Regions from separate parts of the Mus musculus genome. Here region 2 is linked to region 1. Evidence: chromatin contacts called from public HiChIP or PLAC-seq data. All regions are on one chromosome and are shown on one strand. Each heading gives the region's core, a stretch centred on a gene start, on an enhancer-like site or on the middle of the called end of the contact. The rest is flanking DNA. Distances are from core to core; before and after follow the strand shown. Region 1 overlaps Stk40 (serine/threonine kinase 40). Region 2 has its middle 26 kb from the start of Thrap3.

Evidence for each region. HiChIP or PLAC-seq counts read pairs in DNA pulled down with a chosen protein or histone mark.
Region 2: a FOXA1 HiChIP or PLAC-seq map of pancreatic cancer cells shows a contact between it and region 1. The contact joins two enhancer-like sites. A contact is called at or near these places in 3 of 39 promoter capture datasets (the 3T3-L1 cell line, liver and neural stem cells), 3 of 115 datasets of contacts at active chromatin or transcription factors (the SCID.adh cell line, heart atrium and pancreatic cancer cells) and 2 of 9 other capture datasets (adipose tissue and liver).

Annotation. Positions count from the first base shown.
Region 1 is chr4:126,109,203-126,115,882 of GRCm38.p6, reverse strand. All of the region lies in intron 1 of Stk40 (serine/threonine kinase 40), which reads right to left. Among named protein-coding and RNA genes, the nearest start is that of Stk40, 8.6 kb to the right of the region's middle. Within about 2 kb of position 4,887, at least 370 of the 459 cell types and tissues checked have an H3K27ac peak or open chromatin away from gene starts, as enhancers often do. A contact at or near this core is called in the SCID.adh cell line, adipose tissue, heart atrium and 3 more, where this site is marked.
Region 2 is chr4:126,225,292-126,232,072 of GRCm38.p6, reverse strand. No RefSeq gene overlaps it. Among named protein-coding and RNA genes, the nearest start is that of Thrap3, 26 kb to the right of the region's middle. Within about 2 kb of position 4,897, at least 195 of the 459 cell types and tissues checked have an H3K27ac peak or open chromatin away from gene starts, as enhancers often do. A contact at or near this core is called in the SCID.adh cell line, adipose tissue, heart atrium and 3 more, where this site is marked.

The DNA.
Region 1 (6,680 bases), core at 3,638-6,137:
GCTTGAGGTGCACACAGTAAGGGCTGACCAAGGTGATGAAGCCATCTCTGACAGTTCTACCATGCCATTCCAGTTGGGGTAGTGTGGGGGTTAGGGGAGAGCCAGAATTGAAGATGTGGCACCTCCAGCCTAAGGCCCTTTGGGGCAGGGCTGGGGAAGCATGCACGCTGGGCTCTGAACCTTCCTTTCCACTGAAAGCCTCTGCGGGGCTAGTTCTGGACACACGCTTTCCTCAAAACAACGCAGCAATCCAAAGGTCAGTGAAATTCACCCCAACTGGAGAAGAGCAGGCTACTGTCTGACCCAAAGGGCAGGCGTTACTGTTGCTGACAACAGAGCGAGCGAGCGCCGTGGGCTTCCCTGTGTGGCACATTTTGCAAAGATGCATTAAAGAGGATACTTTTCCTTAGCTAAAATGTGCAAAGTGAATCCAAACTGGGACAACCCTGGGGTGAGGTCCTTTCAACAAAATGGATCTGTATGCTTCAAAAGCATCAGTGTGAGTTACAGAAAAGCTGAGACTGGGTGAGGAGGCACAGAACTGTGACCACAGGACCTAGGGGGTTGGGAGGGAAAGACAAGCACTTCAAGATCAGCAATCCTAGCTCATCCTTGGCTACACAGTAGGTTCAAAGACAGACTGGTGATAAGAGAGAGCGAGAGAGAGCGAGAAAGCAAGAGAGCGAGAGAGTCAGAGAGAGAGAGACAGAGAGAGAGAGAGAGAGAGAGAGAGAGAGAGAAGGGGCTACACTGACTAGGTATGGTAGTTCATGACTGCAGTCTCAGCATGACAGGGACGGCTGGGGCAGGAGGACTGTTCTGAGTTTGCAGCTAACAAGTGAGTTCTGGACCAATATGTGCCACAAAGTGAGTCTTTGGTGGTGGCCCACACCTTTAATCCCAGCACTCAGGAGACAGAAGCAGGTGGATCTCTGTGAGTTTGTGGTCAGTGTGGTCTACATGATTGACTTCTGGCCTAGGTAAGTCTACACAGTGAGACCTAGTCTCAACAAACAGCAAGGTAAAAGCAAGTAAAGGCAATGAAGGCACCAGCAAGGGGCAATGAAGGACAGAGGCAGCCAGCAAAGAAGAAAGATACCCGCACTGTGTGTGTGCTTGCGCATGTGTATGCATGTATAAATATATGACAATGGTAGTGTCATCTACACTTTCTCCCTAATGTTTATTTACATTTTTTACTCATATGCATGAGTGTGAGGGCACTGGATACCCTAGAAGTGAACTTTAGGCAGTTGTGATGTGGGAGCTGGGACCCAAGCTCAGGTCCTCTGGAAGAGCAGCCAGTGCTCTTAACCACTGAGCGTCTCTCCAGCCTCAGTTACACTTCCTGGAGTGAAAAGTATATGGGTTATACAAGTGTTTAGGAGTGAACAACAACCATGATGTTTGGCATTGTATTCTCAGAGACACAGGACAAAGTCCTACCTGCTGGACTAACTCCTAAAGGTTCAGTTCACAAGTTTAAAGGGGCCGATTTGAGTATATAACTGCAGCAGGGGAACCTGAAGCCTCATTCTTGCTGGGCAGAGTCAGCTTGTCACGAACTGATTTAGTCTTATATGGCTAAGAAATGAGGGGGGGTGGGAGGAGGGGGGTGGGGTGAGGGTTCTGTAATCTTCAGGTCCACCACCTGGTGGCGCCTTTCTGCAACGCATCCTAGGCACTTCTCTGCACCAAGGGCAGAGCAGTGAGCCACTGCTCTCCTTCGGGCTGATAAAAAGGATGCAGGAACCACTCCATCAAACACAAGCCACTGCCTCTGCTAACTGGGTAACAGGCTGGACAGACACAGTCCATTGGGCGGCGGCAGCAGCAGCTATCTACTGCAGAGGTCCTGCAAGTCTCCCAGTTTTCAGGAAGAAACCCAAGCTCTCCAGTAAGGCTGCCAGACCTGCTACCTCCTCCACCTTACTGCCCTTATATGACACTAAATGTAGCCCATGAGTCATGGCAGCTGTATGTGCCATGAACAGTCTCACCTTACCCTTCTTCTCTCTGGCCTCCCTGTCGTCTCACCGTCCTCATTGAAGTGTCTTGTCACTTACAACAGATACTCGAAGCGGGGCAGTGGTGGTGCACACCTTTAATCCCAGCACTCGGGAGGCAGAGGCAGGTGGATTTCTGAATTTGAGGCCAGCCTGGTCTACAGAGTGAGTTCCAGGACAGCCAGGGATACACAGAGAAACCCTGTCTCGAAAAAAAAAAAAACCTAAAAAACAGATACTCCCAGCCATTTACCAGGGCTAGGTGGCCTTCTCTACCACCCAGAACACCAGAGCATACCTCTGCACCCTCCCACTGGGCTGTGACTATTGGTTTGTTTACCATCACCCCAGCCCAGGCTGTGGGCTCCCAGAGAGCAAGTCTGACTCTGCTAGCTGAGCCTAGCCTGTGCCTGCCAAAAAGCCAAGAGAAAATAGGCCATGCATCTACGAGGCACGGAGGCCAGTGTCAGGGCAGGGGATAGACAGCTGGGTATGGAGGCACAAGTGTTATTCTTCACGGGTGAATCGTGCCCTCTGCCAGGCTGGGACTGAAATGGACTGAGATGAGAACAGAGCCAGACAGACTAGGAAGTGTCTACTAGCTCAGGGCAACAGACACAAAAACTCTGCTGGTATTGGGCAGGTTAACCAGAAAAAAAAAAAATCCCCTGGCATACTGTGCAGTGGCACATGCCTATAATCCCAGCATCAGGAAGTAGAGTCAGGAAGGCAGTCTGAGCCCAGCCTGGGTTACATCGTGAGAGCTGCCCCACAATCCCCTACTCCTTCCCCCACCAAAGGAAAAGACACAAAAAGAAATGCCTCAGTACTAGTGAGGCTGAGACAAGAGGATCACTGTGGGTCAAAGCTAGCTGGGCTACTCTAAAAGAAACAAAGGCCCATGTCAGAAATGCATGAGGCAGGACATGGTCTACACTGGGTTGTTTAAATAGCAGAAAGACATCCCAATCATGGAACCAAACCCATTTCTGTATAGAACCCCACAATGAGGAAGGGACAGACTAACCTGTGTAAGAGATGCAAGACCTCTCAGAATCCACATGCGAGCTCTACATTCTTACATTATCTCTAAGTGACTTTTGCTTACAGCTTTTTAAAAATTTTTCTTTATTATTATTATATCTAAGTACACTGTAGCTGTCTTCAGATGCACCAGAAGAGGGAGTCAGATCTCATTATTGTTGCTTGGTTGTGAGCCACCATGTAATTGCTGGGATTTGAACTCAGGACCTTTGCAAGAGCAGTCGGTGCTCTTAACCACTGAGCCATCTCTCCAGCCCTGCTTACAGCTTTATAGTTTACAAAACAGCTGCAAATACATAATTCTAACTGATCTTCCCTGACACACATAGGAGCATGCATATTTCCTAGAAAAAATTAGTGAGACTCCTAAAGTCACTAACTCAAACGTTGAGGCAGGAATACATGTTTTCTCATGCTAAATCTGCATAAGCTTGTTGTTTCTGTAACTGTCTCCACACACCTGAGATAGCCAGCCTCCCTACAGATCTGCTCTCTATACTCAAGAAAGCAAGAGGAACTCACAGCCCAGGAACAAGGGTTTCAAACCACGGGCAGTCACCCAAATATCAGACAGGAGAGCAGGACCAACATGGGGTTGTGCAAACCAGGGTTCAGGCCTTAGCTTCCATCTTTCTCTTGCTCTGTTAACCCAGTCAATCCTTTGTGGGCCTCAGTTTCCTCATTTTGAAAAGGGGAGTGGTAACATTTCCTTCATAGGATGTCCAAAAGATCAGCTTGTTATCCTGGGGCTAGCAGAAGAAAGACAAATGCCCCTGTTGTGTGTATAGGTGACCTGGTAGATAATCTCTCCAGACACGTGAATTTTCAGCTTGTACCTGAAGGGCTAATTACTAGGATCCATTTTTAGGGCTTTTTCCTCCTCCCCCTAAATGCAGGGTCTTATTCAGAATGCAGACCATGCTGACCTTGAATGTGTGAGTCTCCTGTGCCTCTGCCTTTCAAGTGCTAGGATTACAGTGATTCAATACCATGCCCTGCCTGGGTTCTTTTTAATTTTTCTTTTTTAATTTATTTACTTATTTTATGTATATGAGTACGCTGTAACTGTTTTCAGACACACCAGAAGAGGGCATCAGATCCCATTGCAGATGGTTGTGAGCTATCATGTGGTTGCTGGTATTTGAACTCAGGACCTCTGGAAGAGCAGTCAGGGCTCTTAACCACTGAGCCATCTCTCCAGCCCCCTCTTTTTAATAACTTTCTCATTCGTCTATTTTTGTTTGTTAGAATGCTGGCGATAGAACCCAGGGCCTTAAGCATAGAGACAAGCGCCCTATCAAGAAACTATACCTGCAGAGCCAATGTCTGTTTCAGGACAGAGAAACCAGAACTTGGAGCTGGCAGCTCTCTTCTCCTGACTGGACTGAGACAGACATCAGGGCTATCCCTTTAAACCTGAATGGCATGACAGGTGTGGCTGAAAGGGGAGTGAGTCCTCCCCTGCTCTCAAAGGAACGACCGACCGACCGGAAGCCCTTGCTTTGTGCTCCGGATGGAGGCTGGGGGGCTGGGGAGATGGATTAGTAATCCTTTGACTCCAGCCAGGATTCCCTGGTGACAAAGACTCATGCCTGTGCTGTCATCTTCACTATTCCCCAACAGTGCCGCTTCTGCTCACTCTGTAAATGCAAGAGGATACACACAGCTCCAGTTTGTTAGGAAAATATACCACTGCCTCATTCTCCCCACGCTGGCTGCACTGTACTGCCTGGGGGTTACTAGTGAGGGCTACACAGAGCGAGCCTCACCCACTGAGGCGGCTCTGCTCTGGGCCTGTGGGAGAATACCTGCGGCAGCCAGAAAGGAAGTGACTCAGCCAGGGGGAAGTGGGAGGGGTGCTGGCAAAGGGCCTACACAGCTCCCCCAAAGTACATCCACTGCCATTAGGCAGCCTGTCCCCAGCAGCACTTGGTCATGCTGAGCACTGCAGCTGGACGCAGAAGGGACCTAAAAGCCCACTCTGCAGCCTGGGGATCCAGCTCTTGTCTCCTCCAGGAGGCAGGCTTTACAAATTAGCCCCATATGAGGAGATTGTGTAATCACCACTTACAGCCTTCAGGAGTTCCCCCATGGGCTCCACTAGAAGACTGAAGTGCTGGTCGGGGTAGGCTCGGAGCAGTTTTAGAAAAAAGCCAGAGCATCACCAGTCCCTGGGAGTGCTCAAGTGGGCTGGCTGCTCCTGAGGGCATTTCCCCAGCAGTCACTCTTAGAAGCCACCAGAATGGGATCTAGGGTATTGTCGACAGTCCTGTCACCAGCTGACCCCCTCCTCCCTGCCTCCGGAAGCAGCTGACGTGACAACAATAATCTGTCAGGCCGTGTGGGTGTCAGAGGAGGGGACAATCTTAATAGCTCTTTCTCGAGCTGTGCTGGCCTGGTATCTCCCATCCAGAAAAGCAGCCAAGCACACTGGCTTGGTTGACATTTGTGATGGGTCTTGGATCTGCAAGGGGCCTTGTGAAGAAGGGATATTGGCGCAAGTTACTGACAGCTCTCCCTTGTCATACCAGTCCGCTCTAGCTCACTGGCTAGAAAAGAAACTCACAGCAAGGAAGATCCTAGCATGTGACTCAGGGGCCCTTCAGCTCAAAATATCAGTTACTGCTCTGTGGGGTTGACTCAGCCCAATGACACGGCTGCCACAGGGTCCCATATGGAGTTCAAGTACTGTCACCCAAAATAGCTGAAATCAGGCAAAGAGAAAGCAACAAGAGATCAAAGAAGGGCTGGCTGTGCCTAAGAGCCACCTTTCTGTCTACTTTGTGACCTGGACACCTGTTTCTGGGCTCATAGCTTCCTCACCTGGAGATGGGGGTGGTGGTGGCACTGCCCCCAAGTATGGTGCACCCCGAGGGACTGTCCTCAGAACCAACATGCATGAGAGGAACCAGGCCAGTGTCTAGCCCAGGTTTTCAGAGTGGCACGGGAAAGCTCAAGCTGAGCACACAGACATGCAACTTTCCCTTACATTGTCTGCAACGGCTTTAAAAAGAAGCACTGCGTCATCCTACACGCAAGGCCATTTGGATCAGAGCCATACAAAGTTAAATTTCACAACTTTGGGCTTAAGATGTAGCTCAGCTGGGAGAGCACTTGCCTACCTCCCAACACCACAGAAACTGGGCATCGAGGCATATTCCTGTAATCCCGGTACTTAGAGGCTGAGGTAGGAGATTCACAAGTTCTAGGTCAACTTCATTGATTTCCAGACTGGTTTGGACTTGATGAGACCCTATCAAAAACACCACCACCACCACCAAGCCTGCATATCTTTAGTTCCAGCACTTGGAAGGCAGTGGCAGGCAGATCTCTGAGTTCAAGGCTAGCCAGGTCTACAGAGAAAGTTCCAGGACAGCCAGGGCTACACAAAGAAATCCCATCTTGAGAAAAACAAGCACCCTGCAATACTGCATGTGCATATGAACCTATTTTGGTTAAAGAAATTAACACCCTTCAATGTGCACAGGGAGTTTTGAGAAGAATCCAGAGAGAGGGAGGGCTCTTGTATTTCTTATTCATATTCTTTTGCATTCTTTGGTTATTCCCTATAGTTATTATAATGATAATTTTGCTTCTTGAGAAGGTGTACTCTGGTGGCAGGTGGAAGCT
Region 2 (6,781 bases), core at 3,648-6,147, 120 kb before region 1:
GCTGCTACACCCTGATTGGTGTAGCAGTCCTGGCCTCCCTGTGCTATGGTTTTTTTAGTTTGGTTATGAATTCCTTCCTTTATTTCCTCAACAGATATTAATTGCTGTGCGTAACCTAGAAGTACAGAACTAGGGAAAGGCACAGCCTCTGTGCGTGTGGAGTTTCTACCCAGACAGCGAGCATCACAGAAGCTGGGCTTTCTGCTCAGCATCCCTCTGCCCCTTATTCCTGTTCACTACAACCCTGACCTCTCCAGGTACCCAAGTTCTTTCCCAGTACCAACTCACCTTAGCAAAGGTGGCACCTAGCCCACCTCTGGCCAGTGAATTATGACTTCGGTGACCCAAAAATGATGGCCCTGTGGGTCATGGATAGGCTTGCATGTGTGCATGTGACAGTTCCAGCCAGCAGGTGTGAAGAGAAGTCTCCCGAGAGTTTTGTAAAGGAACCCCATGTGACAGATAGGTTTGATGTGACCCTCCGGCATCCCCTGTCGTCACACTCTTGCAGTCTCCTCCCGAGCTGTAACTAGGTTGGCCGGAGTAGCCAATAGACTACAGCAGAAAGAATGGTGTTTCACTAAGCCAAGGCCTCTGTCTTGGTTGCCTTCCTGATCTTGAGTCACTCAGGCTGGGTAAAAATCAGAGTGCTTTTAAGAGACCTGTCTACCCAGACACTGAAGCCTCTGCCAGCAGTTATGAGACTCGGTCCAGCCTTCAGATGGCCTTAGGCCTGGCCCACAGTGTGACCCTCACCTCATGGACCACCTGCAGCTAGAAACAGCTAGAAAGTGAGGCAAACTTTAAATTGCTCTTGTGTGGTTATTTGCCACATGATAGCACCATGAGAGAAGCCCCGCTTCTGTGATGGAAATTCACATCGTGAAGCTGAAGGTTAGTTCACACCCCACTAAGCAGCCTGCAAACAAAGCCAAAGCAAAGATGGCAGCATTGAGAGCCTAAGTCTGCCAATGCTGGGAGTGTGTTTTTTCTCTTTCATTCATTCATTCATTCATTCATTCATTCATTTTTCAGTACTGGGGATTGGATCTGGGGCATCTTGCATGCACGTCAGGCAAGTCTTGTAACACTGAGCCGCAGTCCCAGAAATCTAAGTCTTTGAACACCAACCACCTAATTAACCAACCATAAAACCTAAAGCAGGCCTATTTCCGGCTGGTGAAGGTACTTACAGTACAAGTACAAGCTGCCGGAGGAGAGAACTGACTCTACAGAGTTACCCTCTGACCTCCATGTGCCCACACATACACCATGCACACAGTAATAAATTCAAAGCCAAAACATTTTAAAGCAAACCCACCTCCAAGCGATTTCCCTTACTGTCTAAGCCAATGAATGCAAACTGAATTTTCAGTGTGGTTCAAAGCTTCTAACTTGTCTGGGGACACATAAATATGTGAGTTTGCTTCCCTTTTGAGAAACTAAAAAGGAGTTGTGGGCCTGTTGGCCTGGCCTTTATCCTAGCACTTAGGAAGCTGGGGAAGGAGGCGTAAAAGGTCAGAGCTGGCATGGCCGCCTAGGGAGAAGTTCAAGCAGGAGTCAGCATGTGAGATGCTTTATGGGTGCCTGAAGGAGTGTTCCAGAGAGTAGCTACAGAGGGCTGGGGAGATGGGCAGGATGCAGGGTATAAGTCACAGGCATGGCACGGCTGGGGAGGCCAGGAAGGGGTTAGCCATTCTGGGCCACAATGGAAGTTCTTCACATGCCCTTCCCAGCCCCCCACTGGCGTCTCCCTGGAAGGCAGTGTCCTCTTGAGTACGCTTAGGAAAGCATTTATTCATTTGTTCAGTCAGTAAATTGTGGAGCAGCTGCTAAGTGCCAGAGGGATAAGGTGGTTAAGCAGAAACCAAGCCCAGAGGCTCTGAGCTTCCTGAAACGGCAGGAGGTGGACATTAATCAGACCACACAAACAAATATGAAAGTACAACGTGGGGTCAGTGCTGTGAGAGCTCGGAGCAGCAGGGTGTGCCCCAGGAGTCCAGCAGGTTAGCAAGCTAGGCCAGGTGGCTTTCACCTGGGGGGCTGGGTGTTGACTGGCAAGGTCAGCAAGGTGGAAAGGAGAAAGATGGCTCTCTAGGCAAGCAAAGGGCTGTGTGGGAAACAGCTACGTGCCTGTATCCATATGTGCATAAACATGATGGACGCGGTCTGGGGTTTTCCGATGAAAGCAGTACCCACTGCCCAGCAGAAGAGGCACTCTCTATTTGTTGAGTTAGACCCAATTCTTAAGAAGGAGCTTGCAGCCGGGCGTGGTGGCGCACGCCTTTAATCCCAGCACTCGGGAGGCAGAGGCAGGCGGATTTCTGAGTTCGAGGCCAGCCTGGTCTACAAAGTGAGTTCCAGGACAGCCAGGGCTACACAGAGAAACCCTGTCTCAAAAAAAAAAAAAAAAAAAAAAAAAAGGCGCTTGCTATGAGGGGAACCACATAGGTAAGGCCTTGGAAAGCTATGCTTACAAACTTAGGTTTTTATTCTCAGGACTCAGGAACCACTGAAGGCTGTTAAGTAGGGATGGTGACATAAGATTAGAGATTCATTAGAATACTCTTGGACTTCTGGGGGGAAACTGCTCAATAGGGGTTGATTATACACCAGGAGGCAAGAAGGGGTCACCAAGGTTCAGACAAAAAAAAATGTCACAGACCTGACCTGGATGAAAAGAAAATGGGTGGGGGCTGGAGAAATGGCTCAGCAGTTAAGAGCACTGACTGCTCTTCAGAAGGTCCTGAGTTCAAATCCCAGCAACCACATGATGGCTCATTACCATCTGTACAGCCTACAGTGTGTGTGTGTTAAATAAATAAATCTTAAAAAAAAAAAAGGAGAAGAAGAGAAAGTGGGTAACCAATATAGTCAATTGTTGAAGGAACAAGTTATTGGACCAGTGTGCTTTAATTCTAGCACTCAGAGGCAGAGCAGGTGGACCTCTGAATTCAAGACTAGCCTGGTCTACAGAGGGAGTCCGGCCAACTACAGCTACACAGTAAAACCATGTCTGGGGAAAAAAATTAAAAAAAACTCAAAGCAACTGGGCAGTGGTGGCACACATCTTTAGTCGGGATGGAGAGACAGGTTGATCTCTATGCATCCAAGGCCAGCCTGGTCTACAAATTGGGTTCCAGGACAGCCAAGGCACAGAGAAACCCTGTCTGGAAAAACCAAACCAAATAAACCAGATACACTGAGCTGGGGAGATGGTGCTGTTGGCAAAGTACCCATCTTGCAAACATTTAAGTTTGGACCCCACCATTTTGTCTACCCAGCCACCTCACCTGCCCCGGAGATTGTTTTTAAGTGGGCAAAACTTGATGTAGTCCTTAATAGAGGTCCATTAATAACTAAGCAGTATTTCAAACAAATACATAATTACAGCCTTGATAGCCCTGAAGCAGCTAAGTGTGTGGCATTAGAAAAACGAGTAAGAGATCTGACCCCAGTCATGGAGATGAAGCAGGGCATCCCTGAGAAAGGAGCTGGAGCTGAGATCCCCAAGAGTTCCTAGTGCAAAGGTTTGGGGTTTCAGGTAGAGGCAACTCTACAAAGGCCTGTAGTGAATGGGGCCGGGGTAGATGAACCATAGAAAATGAGGGGGGTTGGGTCTCACAGAGATAGGAAGGGCCAGCTCATTCAGGAACCCTGCCACCGAGGAATCTAATGTTTATTGCAAGCACACTGGAAGCACCGTGGGGTGGTTCATACCCGTGATCCCACAATCCCAGCACTAGTCATTCAGGCAGAAGAATTGCGAACTTGAGACCAGCTCTGACTATTCAGTGAGACTCTGTTTAAAGAACCAAAAAAGTAATAAACAAAACCCCAGGAGGTGGGGACAGCAAGATGACTCATCAGTGAACCCAGGAACCCCTCTAAAAGTACAGGGAAAGAATAGACTCTACAAAGTTGCAACTGACTTCCCCATGTGTGTCTCCCCACCCCCAACGCACACACAAATAACAATAACTTATTTAATAAAAGGAGCGGTAAGGGAGCTACTGGGACAGGTTCATCAGGTAGGGGATGTAACCAGGTTATCACGACTGTCACCTGGAAAAGGTATTGAAGGAAGAGTGGCAGTGGAACTTGCTGTAGAAATGGGTCCTAGTGACGAGATGCTGGGGACTTGGCTCACTGCGTGGTGGAAACCAAGAGATGGACAGAGTACACAGAAAAGCTCATTGGTCATGGGAAATGGAAAAAGGATCAACGACAACGACAATTCCAAACCTTCTAGGTCCAATCCAATCCCACAGACACTGGTATTCGTGTACAAGGAACGGTGGAAAGGACTTAAGGAGACCCACAGAAGTGTCACACAGAGAACTGTACAGAACTTGAGCTCAGGAGATGGGTTTAACCCATAGCCAGGGAGAGTGGGCAGCGCAGCGGTACATCTTAGAGGCATCTGCGGCAGAAGCCCGAGGGTGGCTCCCCTGGCACAGTGGGCCTTTTCCGGGAAGTCCTGGGGCAAAGGCTGCTTCCAATGAACTGGCTGGACCTGAAAGGAGGCTGGCTCAAGGTCTGATTTCCTGGTTTCCTTGCCAGAAAACTTAGGAATGTCCGGTCTATTCAAGACTCCGAGCGTCTCTGAGGAGATGGGAGGTGGAGGCAGGGGCCCACCCCATCCAGAGAAACCTCCTTTTCCCTAATGCTGCCCTTTTCCCAACAGGGTCAGAAAAGGCAGAGCCAGGAGGCCACAAAACGTTCTTGGCTCCTCCTCCAGCCGCCAACGTTCCTGAACCCTGGCTCTCTTACAACACCTCCCTCAACCCCTACACACTCTTTCTGTACCAAGATACCCTAGGCTCGCTAGTCCCCTGAGACGCTCTCAAAAGAGCATTCGCGGTGACTAACCCCTTGCCGGATACCCCGACCTCTCCATTAACGGGCATCTGTCTCCCCCTGGTGGTCAAATGAGCATGTACAGATGGAAGAATTGACACTGGCTCCCAGCTTTTTGCCAGGATATTTTAGACTGGTACCCTGATTTTGTTGGCTTCTATTTCCTCACCTGCAGATTGGGGCTTTGTGATGGAATGAAGCCATCGTATCGTTGATCTAACATATAGAAATGTTGACAGTCAGTCTGAGTGTGATGGTACACGCCTTCAACCTCGTAATTTGGGAAGTAAAGGGTGCAAGATGAGCCTCTGCTGCTCGAGTGAGTTCAAGGCCCTCCTGGACCGCGTGTGTCCTTGTTAGTCATGAAGCCTGTCCTCGGCTTTGGAGATCATGACATCCTCAACCCCTCTGTATTCCCCACCGTTCCCGAAATCACTCTGCTTTGGGGCAGACATACTATGATGTCCCAATTGACTAGGGCATTGAGCGTGAACCTGTTATTGTAGCACCAGTGGCAGACCTGGGCAAGAAGTATTCTAGGATGGAAAAGAAAAATAGTTATGCAGATTCGAGAGAGGAGATTGTCACGGGAGGCCTCCTATTGGAGCCCAAGAAGGCGATCCTACCACCTTTACTTCCCAAATTACAAGGTTCTAGGCCTGTACCTTGGGTGATGGCTTGACTGTTTCCTGGGGGCAGCTCCAGCCAGCCAGTTCTGGTCCACAGTTTTCAGGACAGATCCAAAAGAGCTAGGAGGTACCTCCCAAGGATAAGATCCCCGGCAAAGTCAGCCCTGGGTGTGGGTGCTAAAAGTATATGATTTGTGAATACTTGAGAACACACACAAGGGGCTGGAGAGGTGACTCAGTGGTTAAAACCATGGGCTGCTCTTTCAGAGTACCTGGGTTCAATTCCCAGCACCCACATGACAGCTTACAACTGTCTGTAACTCCACTTTCAGGGCTTCTGACACCCTTACACAGACATATATGCAGGCAAAACACCAATGAACATAAAAATAAATTATATATATATATATTTTTAAGACTTATTTATTATATGTAAATACACTGTAGCTGTCTTCAGACACACCAGAAGAGGGCATCAGATCCCATTACAGATGGTTATGAGCCACTATGTGGTTGCTGGGAATTGAACTCAGGACCTCTGGAAAAGCAGTCAGTGCTCTTAACTGCTGAGCCATCTCTCCAGCCCAATAAATTATATTTTTAAAAAACCACCTTGGACTGGAGAGATGGCTCAGTGGTTAAGAGCACTGACTGCTCTTCCAGAGGTCCTGAGGTCAAGTCCCAGCAACCACATAGTGGCTCATAACCATCTGTAATGGGATCTGATGCCCTCTTCTGGTGCATCTGAAGACAGCTACAGTGTATTTACATATAATAAATAAATAACTCTTAAAAAAAAAAAACTAAAAAAAAAAAAACAAACCACCTCATTATTGCTAGTAAGTCTGGCTCTACAGGACACCTCTGGCGTCCTCAGGAGTATACACATAAACACACACAAATATTTTATAGAAAAGAACATATATAAAAATAAATGTTGCTTTTCTTTTTTGATGATTTCCTTGAAGTAACATGTTAAGCAGTGTCAGGGTTGTTGTTATTGTTTTTTGGTTTTCTTGGGGGGGTGTTGGTGGTGTTTTTGTTTTGTTTTGTTTTGTTGTTGTTGTTTTTCAAAACAGGGTTTCTCTGTGTAGCCCTGGCTGTCCTGGAACTCACTCTGTAGACCAGGCTGGCCTCGAACTCAGAAATTCACCTGCCTCTGCCTCCCAAGTGCTGCACTTTAAGTGATTAAAGGCATTCGCCACCACTGCCCAGCATTGTTTGGTTTTTGTTTGTTTTGTTTCGTTCATTTTTTTTTTTTTAATTTATTTATTTATTATATGTAAGTACAC